Regions from separate parts of the Mus musculus genome. Here all the other regions are linked to region 1. A link is a contact called in public Hi-C and promoter capture Hi-C data. All regions are on one chromosome and are shown on one strand. Each heading gives the region's core, a stretch centred on a gene start, on an enhancer-like site or on the middle of the called end of the contact. The rest is flanking DNA. Distances are from core to core; before and after follow the strand shown.

What was found. Promoter capture Hi-C pulls out the DNA fragments that hold promoters and counts their contacts. A called contact is a pair of places that touch in the nucleus more often than the background predicts.
Region 2: a Hi-C map of uterus shows a contact between it and region 1, with 2.1 times the contacts expected there. The contact joins the enhancer-like site here to the promoter of Lyplal1 in region 1. A contact is called at or near these places in 8 of 39 promoter capture datasets (the 3T3-L1 cell line, 3T3-L1-derived adipocytes, embryonic stem cells and 2 more) and 3 of 484 Hi-C or Micro-C datasets (embryonic fibroblasts, nephron progenitors and uterus).
Region 3: a contact with region 1 is called in a promoter capture Hi-C map of 3T3-L1-derived adipocytes, with 2.7 times the contacts expected there. The contact joins the enhancer-like site here to the promoter of Lyplal1 in region 1. A contact is called at or near these places in 6 of 39 promoter capture datasets (the 3T3-L1 cell line, 3T3-L1-derived adipocytes, cranial neural crest and 2 more), 1 of 484 Hi-C or Micro-C datasets (nephron progenitors) and 2 of 9 other capture datasets (adipose tissue and liver).

The regions. Positions count from the first base shown.
Region 1 is chr1:186,115,527-186,120,005 of GRCm38.p6, reverse strand. Lyplal1 (lysophospholipase-like 1) reads left to right here and starts at 2,696. Exons shown (of 5, transcript NM_146106.2): 1 at 2,696-2,849. The coding sequence starts at 2,756.
Region 2 is chr1:186,345,757-186,350,235 of GRCm38.p6, reverse strand. No RefSeq gene overlaps it. Among named protein-coding and RNA genes, the nearest start is that of Gm35341, 60 kb to the left of the region's middle. Within about 2 kb of position 2,390, at least 19 of the 459 cell types and tissues checked have an H3K27ac peak or open chromatin away from gene starts, as enhancers often do. A contact at or near this core is called in uterus, where this site is marked.
Region 3 is chr1:186,247,959-186,252,437 of GRCm38.p6, reverse strand. No RefSeq gene overlaps it. Among named protein-coding and RNA genes, the nearest start is that of Gm35201, 110 kb to the right of the region's middle. Within about 2 kb of position 1,952, at least 28 of the 459 cell types and tissues checked have an H3K27ac peak or open chromatin away from gene starts, as enhancers often do. A contact at or near this core is called in 3T3-L1-derived adipocytes and adipose tissue, where this site is marked.

The DNA of each region.
Region 1 (4,479 bases), core at 1,447-3,946:
AAGAGAAAGGGAGCTTGCACATCCCGAGAGTGCCACAGTGGTGAGGAAGGAAAGCCCACACCCCTGCATGTAGAAGGCCTAAACTCGAAAGCTTAAACCCCCTGGAATGAAGGCAACGATTAAAGGTTCAGTCTCAGTTCAAAATGATTTATTATTTGATAAGGGTTGGGAGCTTTAAGTTTTTCCTAGTTTCCTTCATAAATGGATAAAGGGAATTTGCTCTGCCAATTTATAAAATGTATTAAGTCACCTATGGCTGGGGCTTCCTGACAAATGTGCATTTGTTATGCATAGTTGTGTTTTGCAAAATGCAGCAGTGGATAAATAGCAACCAAGTTAGCAAGGTGGGTGAGCTGGTTAAGGCACTCACTGAATAAGCCTGGTAGTGACTCACTTGGAACACACTTGCAAGTAGAAGGAGGGAACTTATTCCACAAAGCTGTCCTCTGACCTCCACATGTGTACCGTGACACACACACCAGCAGGTTATTCACATACATGCACCCAGTAATAAGAATAAGTAAAAATTATTAATTAATTAATTAACCAACAGAGAAGACACATTCAGGGTCATAAATGAGAAAAGGGGTAATGGGCTGGATTTCATGTAACTGCCACCATCTCAAACATCAGATGCTGCACTCCAAGGGCGGGACCTTCACATGTTCTGTAAAGATAACACATTCACCTTAAAGAATTCCTAAACACAGCATAGGAAATTAAACCCTGACCTGGTATCTCCCATAACACCCAGAGGGAGCTCCCGGAGTCACAGAGATCTGCTGTCTGTGCCTCCCCAATGCTGGGATTAAAGGCAAGTGCCACCACACCTAGCTTAACCTTGTATTTTTTTTTATCCCAGAAGACATGAAAAAAATTTGGGAAAAAATGGAAGACTGTTTTTCTTATTTCTTTTCTTTGCTTTAGTTGTGTGCTCTATGCTGACTGTTTTGGTCTATCACTGATGTTATCAAACAGGGTGATTGGACAGACTGGCTAAAAACATATGAGCAGCAACAAAGAAACAAGAAGTTGTAGGAAGAGGGAAAGAATGTAACAGTGAAAATCCTCCTTGGATATTCCCACTGCCAATGTAACAGAGCAAAAGATCGGTCTTAAAAGGGGCTGCCAGACAGCCTGCAACCTAATTACATTTCAAAGTATGATAGGACCGGAAAGAAGCACAGCCCCAACAGTGTGCCTACCAGATGGCATCTCTAACTCCAGGGACAGAGATGTTTGTTCTGTAACTGTAGATGAAAGCAACCATAGCTTTCAAGTCATGGAAAGATGAAGGAGCAGTGCTTAGATTCAGAACAGTCTGGCCCTGTCTAACAGTGATTGTGACTCTAGGAAGGGTCAAGTTCCAGGTAAGAAGCCAAGCCTAGCCTGCAGGTAGGACTCCAGTCCCTATTACCTTCCTGTTGTGGCTTTTATAGTGAGTTGGCCCTTGTAAGGAAAGCCTTCTTTTACTGCCTGTCTGGATGGAGTCAGTTAGTTTCTCCTTTTCTATCTGTCTCTTTTAACCAACACAGTGTTTTCAAAGCTATTGGTATTCTGTATGGATTCCATCCCCACAGTTACCTGGCAATAGCCAGGTAGGCCGACTCACTACAAAAGGGGCTGCTTGGCCCCTTCTCCCTCTCCTGCCTCTCGTGTTCTCTTACTTCTGCTTCTCTCTCCCTTGCCTCTTGCCCCATTCCCCTCACCCCTCTCTACACGTGCTCATGGCGGGCCTCTGCTTCTCTACTCCCTGCCTCTCTCTGCCTCTTCTACACTCTTAACTCCTCTCCCCATGCCCTGAATAAGCTCTGTTCTATACAGGGGAAAGGACTGCCTTGGCATGGGCCCGCTGAGACATATCCTTCCCCCACACCCTGCCAGAACATATTGTTATAGCTCTTTATCTTTTTATGATTACAACACAAGCTAGTCTATTTTGTACTGGGATGGGAATTCTGTCTTTGTTAGCAGTGACGGTACTTACTGGTACACGCATACCATGTATCCTGTCCATCCGCGTGGAGATGGCATGGGGGTTGTTTTATCCTTTGCGGTCTGTAAATACCACCGCAGATAGTGATGTAGGAGCCTCTATCTAAGTGCCTGATTTGTTCTTTTTAGGAAGGGGATGTATCCAGAAATTGAAGTTGTGGGTCATTTAATCCCACACTTATTTTCATGTTACTTCCTGCTGCCATCAGCCACGCACAACCATCTCCAGCTTGTAATCATTTCCACTAATCATTGCCCACAGTTTTGCTAACAGCCATGCCAAAGAATGTGAAGTCCTAGCTCATTAAATTAGATCTATCTGTTAACTATTAGAAAAAAGACAAAGACACACACACATACAAAAGAAATTATTATATGGCTGGGTCACCCTGTGTGCAAAAAGCTACGAACATCTGGTGCAAGCCCCAAAGCGGATGGTTATATAAAATATGGTTATATCTGTAAAAATTTAAAGACAGTAATATTTCCCAAACTGGGTGATCCTGAGCTTTAGAACTGCAGTTTAAAACCTGCAGCAAATTCTCGGGACTAAAGTTTATTCTCAGTCATTACAATGGAGGAACCTGACCTAAGGAAAGCATTCCTCAGCAGAATCCAGAGCTGAGCACTCCTTCGTCAGATTTAGGGGCGGGGCGCCAGGCACGGCGCATGCGCACACCCATGCTGGTGCTGCTTGCCTGCGCGCGCGGCCCCGTGACGCTAGGGACGTGGCCGCGCGCCTTGCCATCTCTCCTCCGCCATGGCTGCTGTGCCCAGCGCTGTTCACCTGCCGCGTTGTGTGGTGTCCCCGACCGGGAGACACAGTGCCTCGCTGATCTTCCTGCACGGCTCAGGTGCATTACAGTCTCGTGGTCTCCGACCCGCTCGCTACAGTAGGGGAAGCACCCTCTTCTCGGTCCCCCAGCGCCCAGGGTCGCCCGAGGGCTCCTCTTTCTGTATAGCACTCATCTTCATCCTCTTCCTTCCTTCGCTGGTGTGCTTGACCCGTGCACCCACAGCATGGTCGAACGGCAGTCCTTACCTAACCCCAAGTTCAGTCATAGCACCATATCGGTGTAAGTCTCCAGGCACGTGGATTAACCACTGTTTCAGGGTCGACCAGCAGTGATCTGACATACATACCCCACCACACACCCCTATTGCAGGTCCTAAGCTGTTGTCTGCCTTGCCGGTGTCATAGAGACGTTTTTGGATCATATTTACACTGTGTAAGTGTATGCTTAGCACCACCAGCGGGTTTCCCCTGCGCCTCCCACCTGTCTTTTTTGATGGTCCACCACCCTGGTTTCCCCTATGCCCTCTTGTAAAACCTTCGAGGTAAGTATAAAGTCCGCTTCATTTAGGGAGCACCCTTAGAGGAAAACACAAGAATCACCGACTTAATCCTTGCTCACTGTGCTTGGTTGGCCCGGGGTAAGTTCTCAGGAAAGGAAAAAAAAAAAATTTTTTTTTTTTTTTTAATTTAAGAAATGAGATCCAGGCGGTGTCCTCAAGGGGCCTACCTAAATTTAAAAACAAAAACAATTCAATTAATTTGAGTCAGCAGTGGATAGGAGATCACAAGATGGTGCATGGGCTACTGCCAAGAGAATAGTAAGGAAAGAAAAAAAAATGGGGTTGGACATTGTGAATGAAGGGCTTGTCAGAGCTTTTCAGGAGCACTGCGTTATGCTGAGGCCTGTGTAGGCTTAGGGGACTAGAACACGACGGGATTGGAGTGTTCCCTCCATTTTGAAAAAAAAAAACAAAACAAAAAAAAAACAAAACGGGACTAGAAACGCTTTCTTGCTGTTGCTTAAGGAGTAGTGAGGCTGGGTTTGAATCCAAATGTCTGACTTGGAATTAATATTCTGGGGGGAGGGGGAGGGAAACCCTCAACTATGGTGTATCATTCTAGAAATAGAGTAATAAAAGTTGTGTAAAGGGAAAGGCCTGGCACGAGACTTACACCTTTATAGCTAGCTGCCTAATAATCCAGCACCCAAGAGAATTCAGTGATGAGCATCCAAAATTCCCACATAGTAATTCCTTCTCGTAATTAATTCAGTGTCTTTAGAAAGAACTAGAGTTTGTTCTTTTCCCCCCATCTGGACCACCTTGCTTAGTGCTTCCTATTTTTCTATTTCAAATTACTGACATTTTTATAACCTATAATGTATGTCTGAAAACAGAGTCACCTATTCTGTATGTATTTTATTCATTTGTGTGTATTGTCTGTGTGTGTGTGTGCGCGCGCACGCGCATGCGTGTGTAAAACTTGCCTTTGTACATTGGAAAAAAATTCATCTAAATAATTCTTCCAGATGTTCAGGTATATTATTCTTATATAATTGGATCTCCATTGATGTATAAAAAGATCTTTTAGGAGTTGGCCTGTTCTGCTAATTGTTATTATTAATTAATTGGAACTTGGAGTCACCTGAGAAAAGTGAGTCTCAGCTGAGAAATTGCCCAGTTCAGGTT
Region 2 (4,479 bases), core at 1,141-3,640, 230 kb before region 1:
GTCTCAAACTCCACTCCAACCTGAACCTGTTCATTTGCCCTAGGGCATTGCACCCCACCATAGGCCCCGCCTCTCCCAACATTCCATGTACCAGTGACAAACTTGCTCTCCTCTCAGCACTAGGAATCCATGAATCCATTTAGTGAGGTAAAGATGGCAAGCCCAGCTGAAAGGAATAATAAAATAGTCAGAAAGACGTGGCTGTTTGTACTGCTTTACACTTAGTAGCAAGAGTGACAATTGCAGGAAGTTTTCATTTTGTCATTAACTCAATATTGACAATTTGTGTGTTTATGAATCGCATCTTGAATTAGCAAGGTATTTTGTTAAGGGTATGTTGCGCTATGATGGAACAATTGAGTATTAATATTGTTGAGGATAGCATTATTAATTGAGAGGATTCTAAACATTGCTAACCATGAATCTATTCTCCTGGGCAATGCCCCACCCCAGGCCCGTTGCCTAAGGGAGCATCCAACCTCAGCAGAAGTCAGCATTGCCAGCTGTGTTCAGGGGGCTAAAAAGGAGGGGAACAGACTGCTTGCTAGTTTTTAGGATGCTCCCATATAACCTCTTACTTGGTAAGTTATTCCATGCTCACTGCTCTTTTAGGGAACCCTGAGCCACGAATTTTCTAGCTTTCTCACCTTGGATAGTCAGCTATATAATCTTCCACCTCACTGTAAAGAGAACATGACTCTTGGCTGTGTGGAACTGAGGAAGGCATAAAGAAATGTGATGTTTTATTTGTTTTTCTGAATCTAAATGAGTTTAAATCTCTGAAGATATGTTACCTCCAATACTGAATAGCTCCTATCTATGCACCCGCCTCTATTTCTGCCAGAATAACACTACACATCAACTTGGCTGCACTTAGGCTTCATCAGTACAGCCTTCCCTTTTGCTGTGAGGTTTCCTCACTCACTCCACATTTCCCTGTTCTTCTAGCTTATAAAATGCTCTTGTTAGATTTCATTTTCCTTTCAACTATTCTTCTATGCCACCTTGATGCTTTTTGGTGGTCTTTCCATGAAACAGAAGGGCTGCACCTTTTCTATTTGCCCTGCCTGACTAGAAACACGGATTCTAGCTTTATCTTTCCATTCTCTCCAGTTTAGAGAGCATACTTTCCCCCCAGCCTTCAGTGGTCACTCCCACAGTGATGGTCTCTGACTCCTCTAGCAATGATCTTATCATGGCTGCAAGTTTATGTTTCTTTTGTCGCCAGCAGAGCTTCCTGTAGGTGACCCAAGTTCACCTGGACCAACAGAATTCATCACGACACTTTCCCACTTCAAAGACTGAAAGAAATTCTATCACTCAGCTGCTTCATTACTGCTTATTTTATTTTATTTTTATTACTGGAGCCTGTTCATTCTGCTTCTGAGATTTCTAAGAAATTAACCCCTTTCTACTCTCCTTGGTCTGATTTGAATCTGGGTAATCAAAATGCCAGTCCCTCCCCTGAGCTTCCACACGATTCAAAACCCATTTATCATGCAGTGACTACTAGCTTCATCTTAAGAGTCTCTTAGTAAAGGTATTCTGGGAACAAAATGTCCCTGTTCTCCGCATCCTTCCCTGATTTCCCTTCCCAGCCCAGCAATAGCATCCACAGGTTTTCTGTGACACCCTCTGGATGGAGATTACTTGGTCCTACTTGCCTTTGGAATAGCTCTGATTACACTCTTAGGGGTGGGGATTTAAGAGGCAGCATTTCTGCAAGCATATGCAACAGTCTTCCAGCAGAAAATTTCCCCAGCTGATAGTAAAGGGTTGCTCTGTGCTGGAGTTTCGAGTTCACTATTTTCAGTGACACAAGGGGCATCTCAGGGGGTTGGCCACTGACTAGCAAAGGATTATAAAACCCATGCAGAGAGCATTCCTTTAAAGCAAGGTAAATCCAGCACCTATGTCCCGGGGATAAACAGACAGCATGACTCACCTTACAACGCCAAGTTAGAAACACTCATCTCTGAGTGGGATGAGAGTTTCTGTGAGAATAATCAAAACACATTTGGAAAACACCATTGCACAAACTTGGTGTCATGATGACTTTATAATTCTTTCTAGCTATAAACTATTTAACGTTCTTCAATAAAAGATCGGAAAGGACCAAAGAACATGTAATTTTCTTTGGAAAAAAAAATCCCTGGCTTAAACACAGTGAAAAGGTTTGTGTGGGTTCAAAAGGGGCGACATAGACACTATTTTTGCTATCATTGGCTTGCTTTCAACATTGGTGTCCAAAACAAATGAATCTGCATGGAAGTAGTTAGGGGCTGAGGCAAACTAAGCCAATTCTTTTAAAGATACTATTGCTGCGCTATCCTCCCCCATTTCAAATCTGTGCTGGAAGATAGAATCCACTTCAGCTCAATGAGTCACTTCAACATCCTTGCCAGGACAATTAAACTTCCAGTATAAAACATGACCCAAAGCCTGCCCTCCACCACACCATTCCACTTCAACCTCCCCCCACCCCACAGGGTCAGCGCTTGACATTCAAGAGCTTACAATTTCAACTGCTTAGCCAATGTAACCAACTTAATGCTTTTACAAATGATTTGCACCCTTCAGCACATTGGGTGATATAGAAAACGTGGTGTCAGTTCCTCCGCCTGTCTGAGCAACATTACACATTCCTCTTGTCCGTGGTGGAGGCAGTCTTTGCAGGATGAGGAAAGACAAGAAGCCAGCTCTCCATCTACTACTCTTTCTTCCTGAACTGACCCTCGAGGGAAGGACGAAGGGAGGAAGAATTTCAGTAACCACGGCCAAGAAAAAGATGTATAGCTCGGGCAGCCCTGTCACAGACGGTCGCATGAAGTCTTGGGGATTAAACTTCTTGAACTACCAGTTACTGAAGCAGTTAATACATCTTGCAAATTTGCGGTTGCCTTATTGCTAACAGCTGAGACGCCTTCCTTCCTCCGCTCGGTCACTATTGATGTCTTGCCATATTTTGAATATAATCCCCTCAACAGCATTACCTCATTTTTTTACTCCACTCTTGCAGATTAGCTCATCTAAGTTATGTTCTATGGTGTGGTGTATTGGTGGTGTGTGTTAACTGTGTCTTAATTTTTCATTCTTAAAAGCATCTCTGGTCATAAAAGTTGCTTCCTGAGTATCTATATCTCTCTATCTCTCTATCTCTCTGTCTCTCTATCTCTCTATCTACCTATCTATCCATCCATCCATCCATCCATCCATCCATCTATCTATCTATCTATCTATCTATCTATCTATCTATCTATCTATCTATCTTGACACCGCATGCTCCACCTGTGCATGAGGCATCTCACTCTTCCTTGATGTTTATAGCAGGGTGGCTAATGTGTAAAAAGAGGTGTTTTTGTATTGCTTTCCTTTTCAATTGTTTGTGAAGCTCACTCTCTTAGTAGGGATATTAATTTAGTGTAATTGTGATGGAGATTCCCATGGTTCTTCATTCAAAAGCAGCTTTTTATTTGTTGAAGATATTAGTTTTGTTTTTGTTGGTTTTTTTGTTTGTTTGTTTTGCATATACTTAAAAGAAATACACAGTCTACGCTTCCTGAGACTCAGAATTCAGTATTAAAGACGATCAAACTCAATCTAAATAAAATAACCCAAAGCATAGTGGAGCTCTATTATCCCCTGTTCTGCATCCTGATGTACCCGGCAGTTTCATTGCAAATTTAATGAAGTCTGCTTTCCCTCTACTTATCCAAATTACAGCCCTCAGAGTAAACATTCGCACAGAGGTTCTGTGCCTCTCTGTCCCTGAGGTTTGCCCCCTTTGGTAACTGAAACAAGCAGCACACAATTTCTATCTCTGTCTCTTCCATCTCACGCCCTCTACCGCCACCGCAGTCTCCATTCAGCTTCTGCTCCTTTATCTCTGTCTTCATCTCACCCTCTTCCTTCTGCCCCTATGTATAGCCCAACACCACCCCATCTCTCCTTATCCTCATTTCCCCCTCCGTCTCTGTCTTTATTCTATCCCTCCCCTAGCTCTGTCTCTCTCCTCATCTCCATCCCAAACCCCATGCTTTCCCATCCCCATTGCTTTCCCCATCACTACCTCTGTCCTTACCCCTGTCCATATTCACAGCCTTATCCCCACCTCAGTTCCCCTTCTTAGGACCACTGTCCACCCCATCTCCATCCCTACCTCTGTCTTTACCTCAGTTCTCACCCTGACCTAGATCTTTACCTCTAGCAGCCTCTCCTTGTTTTTGTCACTCTTGTGTCTGAATTATGGCTTATCTAAAACGATGCACACGGTTATCAACCCTGCTCTCCATGGTTGAGCTCTCTGTCAAGGACGGAACAGAAAGTGATTTAGGAGCTCAGCTTATTCCATAAGAGGAATAAAGGCATTTCAGCTACGTACATTTCAGTTACACAGAGTCAGAGTGGGGGAGAAATAGGCAAGCATGGAAGCCAGTGGGAGACACAGTTTACCTCTTGTGAATTGAGGTAGATTTCAAA
Region 3 (4,479 bases), core at 703-3,202, 130 kb before region 1:
ATCCTGAGCTTCCCAGACACTCATACGATTACTACATACGCACGATTTTTGATAAAGAACAGGTGCATACCATTATCCTCTCCCACAAGAGCCAATTTCAAGTGGCTAGTCACTCATCTGGACAGCTAAACACCCTTCAGGAAAACTGTCTATTCAAGAATTTGGAAATAATATAATATTAACTTGCCTAAAACTTCAATTTGTGCCATTCAGTTGTGTCCCTTTTGAATTACCCTCTTGAGAGTGTGATGTCTTCAACTCCACAATAAACCCTGTTTATGTTCTACACTACATTGTGGTCTGATTTTTTCTTTCTCAGAGCCACGGGAAGCCAAGGAAACCAAGGGAGACACAACTACCTCCTCCTAGCAGATCCCACTAGCAATGGATTGACCATGAATGTAAACAGATACAAATCGTAACTAGGTCTGATACGAAACAAAAGGTCCCTAAAATTATGGTTGGATCTATGTCTTTCCAAAAAATGTATTGAAATTGTAACTCTCGGGATTGCAGAGCAAGACAATAGAAATAGGGTTATTATGCATGTAACTAGTCGATATGGAAAAAAGCTGGGTTGTGTTTCTCATTTAGAGTAATATTTTTAGGATCTTTATAATTATAAAAGAAAGAGAAAGAGGGAAATATAACATGAGAAGATGTAGTCAGTGGAGCAATATAGTTACACATAAGGGTTACTAGAAACAGAGCAAAACTAAGAAAAGGCAAGGTTGGAGTTTTCCTTGCAGCTTCCAGAGACAGCCTGGCCTTGCTGGCTACTGATGTCTAAGCTGTGAGAGTAAATGTCTAATGCTTTAATCCATTAATCCATTTAATCCATTTGTCCTGTGATGTGAAAGATGTAGATACTCCTTGTGCCTGAGAAGGAACCACAGTGCTAGGCATAGAAAGTTGCTAGGCCCCGCAGACAGACCATGACTCGTGGATGTCTAAGCACTGCAGTTCATCAGAGTCTGCCTCAGGTCTCCCACAAGCATCCTGCTCCTTGCGATCGCCACTGAAAGAGTTCAGACAGGGCAGAGAGTGCCATGTAGAAGACAGGGTTTATTGTAAAGTGAGACACTTTAAAGGGTAAAGGTGGGAGATGCCCAAAGGGGCCATGGTCTGGCTCTGTAGCGCAGGCAGGTTTTACACTAATTCTTAAGTCTCTAGACCACATGGCTTCCCTGAGCTGGGTTTTCATCCAGGTAATTGACATTCCCCTCAAACTCGACTCCTAGGGAGAGAACAGTGTAATCCCCTAATCTTTACCAGAAAAACTACAGCTACACAATAATCATATGATATTTTGGGAAGTTCAGAATGTCTTGTCCCCACCCAGAGCCAGAGATAAAGATGCAGCTCCCACACTTCTGGCCAGGCAGCAGAGTCCTGCAGTTTCAATCCTTAGTTTCACAGACTTCTGATTTTAAGGGAGGGGCCCTTCCAGATAAACTCCATGCCTAATAATATATAATTAGTTATCTCATGGGGGAACACACGGTGGGGGGATCCTTCGAGGAAAGGTGAAACAGTAGTTGCTAACTTTATGTAATCTTAATAGAGTCCAGGTACAGCTTATCTAGCCTAATTAGTTTAATCCCAAACAACCTTTGAAGTAAATAGCATTTCTGTTCTCATGTTAGCAAAGAGGAAGCTGAGGTCCTGTTGATCAAATAAGTTATTTAAGTCATTTATTGAATGATGAGAGTATGGCCAAAGGTTTGAATTCCATTGCATTTGACCCGTTAGCCCTGCTTTTAACATTAGCTTGAGAAAAAAGCTCCTGGCCTGCCCAGAAATCTCACCGAGGGAACTTTGCTGAGAATTCAGAGGCTCAGTTCAGCCAGCCATGGTGTGCCAGTGGGAGTCTTGGTTCTGATGTGACAAGCACAGGAGTTTGGCATCCAGCCCTTACAGCTGCCAAGAGGAATTAAACAAAGTCACTGGAAGCCCAGGAAAGACAGTAACTACAAAGCCAGCAGCCACAGCAGCGGCAGGAGGGAGGCCCAATTACTACTGGTGGAGGCATGGGGAAAATTAAAGTTGGTGATGGTTCAAGGTTATGTTGAAATTCCAAATCAGTGGGCTTGCATAACCACGGAACATGGAAATTAAAGCATTAACTGATGTTCACACTGTTGATTTCAGGACTCCATTCTGTCTCCCTTTTGTCTCAACAAGTCTCGTTTCTGCCACGCATCAGCCAACACCGGGAAAGGAAAAAGATGGAGATGGGATAAACGAACATATGCACATGTGCACATTAAAAATACAAGTAAGTCAGTGGTGGTAGAAATTTAAATGTAATAATATAAATAATACAGGCTTCCTGTTTTAGTTCTGCCGTGTCCATTATTAAGTAAAAATAAAATCAGCCCAGTCATTAGAGTGCCTCAGCCATTTTTTCTAATATAGTTTTTTTTTAAGGCAAAAACTAAAAACCTAATACTTTTTTTTCCTCCTCAACACTAGGTTTGTTAAATATTTCTTGATGCTACAGATGTAGCAATAGCCAACCCTCCTGACAATGTCACATAATGAGCATGGTCACCATCATTTTGAAGAGAAGGCAGCTAATGTCTAAACGCAGAATAAGTGGCTGAGTTGGCCAAGTTTCCTAAGAGGTAGAAAGAAGCCATGATCACAGACGGTTTGTCTAGCTTGGAAGCCAGAGTGCCTTCCCATGCCGTGTCATCTCCCTTACCCCAGGGCTGCTGCTACTGGGTCTCTGTGAATGCTTCATGTATGTTAGAGACTACGAAGTTTTGTTTCGGTTATATTTCAGATTAAAGATTGTTGCCAAATCACATGAGCTAGCCCAAGCTAGCCCTTCCAAAATTTGGCTGCCATACTTTTCTAATGCCATGGCACTTTCAGAAAACACCCCTGACACCACACAAACTCTGAATCCCAGTTCATCTTTCAGTTCTGCACTGCAGTACCGCACCAGTCCTCCGGCTGCGTTTGCCAACTGTACCTCCAAGATACCAATGTTTATAACTGTGCCTTCTAGCTGGATGTCAGCCAGTTTCTGTAAGCAATGGGAGAGGAAAGAAACCATCATTGCTTAGTCTTCTGCTCTCATTTCGTTCCTTATGTGGGTGGGTCCCTGAGAGAACTGTGAATAGAAAATAGCAGTTCTACACTACATCTTTTAGGATTTGGGTGAAAAACTAGAATGCTAAGTCTAGCAAAATAAATCACCCTTAACTAACATAAATCTTATTTGCTTTTTAAAAGTAATTTTGTAGAGTCAACAGTTTAGGGAGAAGTCCAGAGTTGGGAAACGTATGTAAATTTCAGAGTTCCATCTAAGTTATCAATATTCTTTATTATTCCTTACCTCACCAGACTTTCTGATTAATTCAAAGTGGCGGTAGCAAGGACGTTTTGGGTCACAAACACCAAGGAGTGTTCACTAGATCCTGTTTCACAGTTCTCCTGCTGGGAAATGCTAAAGACAGCATTGTCTGACCCCTCAAAGCTAAGAGGAGCCATGTGATGACCTAATAATTTGTGAGTACAAAGGATGGGAGTCACTTCTTGGACAAGGCCATGAGAAGGAAATCCAATGTCTCTTCCAATGTCCAATTTCTCTACCTTGGAGGTCAAGGGATATCCTTGATGGTGCGTGGAGACATCGCTGAGCCCTGGAAAAGACTATACCCAGATTCACCTGAACCTAGCTGAGGGATACCATTCAAGGCCATCCAAGAGGAAGACCATTTGTTTAGATCTTTGTGGAATGCTTTATGAACACAGGCAGTGCCTTTATTAGAAAAGGTGTCTTGACCTTAAAATATTGCTGATACCACATCATGTATTTATTTCAGGAGTTGGTCTCAGGAGATCTGCTTCAGTCAGGTGCCAATCACCGTACTCATCCTGGATCTGTGTGAATTGTCTTGGCATTTTGCTAGATTTATTTTTTATTTAAATCACATTATTTTCTATCTATTCAATATGAATTTAAAATTTTCTCTATCCAGGATGAATAGAGACATTGACTTTTAGACACTTTTATCCTTTAGTACAGACATTTAGGGCAGAAAAGTGTAGGCTGTGCTATTGGTCGAAGTGGTTTTTAGATACTAAGTAGGTCAAGGTACTGAAAGCATTTTTCCGCACTGTAATCTTTTGTGTTCTAAATGTTTACTTCCCAAGTAGTTGTATTGAGTGCTTGGAAAGGGGTCTTAAATACACTACAAATTAAAATGTTTACTTCAATCTTCCAACTTTTGCTTTATGGATTTCAAAATCCTGTTAGCAGGTGCCTACATATCCAAACTCTTGCATCTTTCTAATGACTTGAAATACACGGTCACTAACACAGATCTCTCTCTCTCCAATCATCTGGAGCCACCCTCTATCATCCTTCCAGTCTTTGGATGTGCTTCCATTTGAGCATATTTCTACATCTAAAATTATGTACTATTGATAAAATGTAGTTCCATCTTTTCAATCCTTCTACCTGAA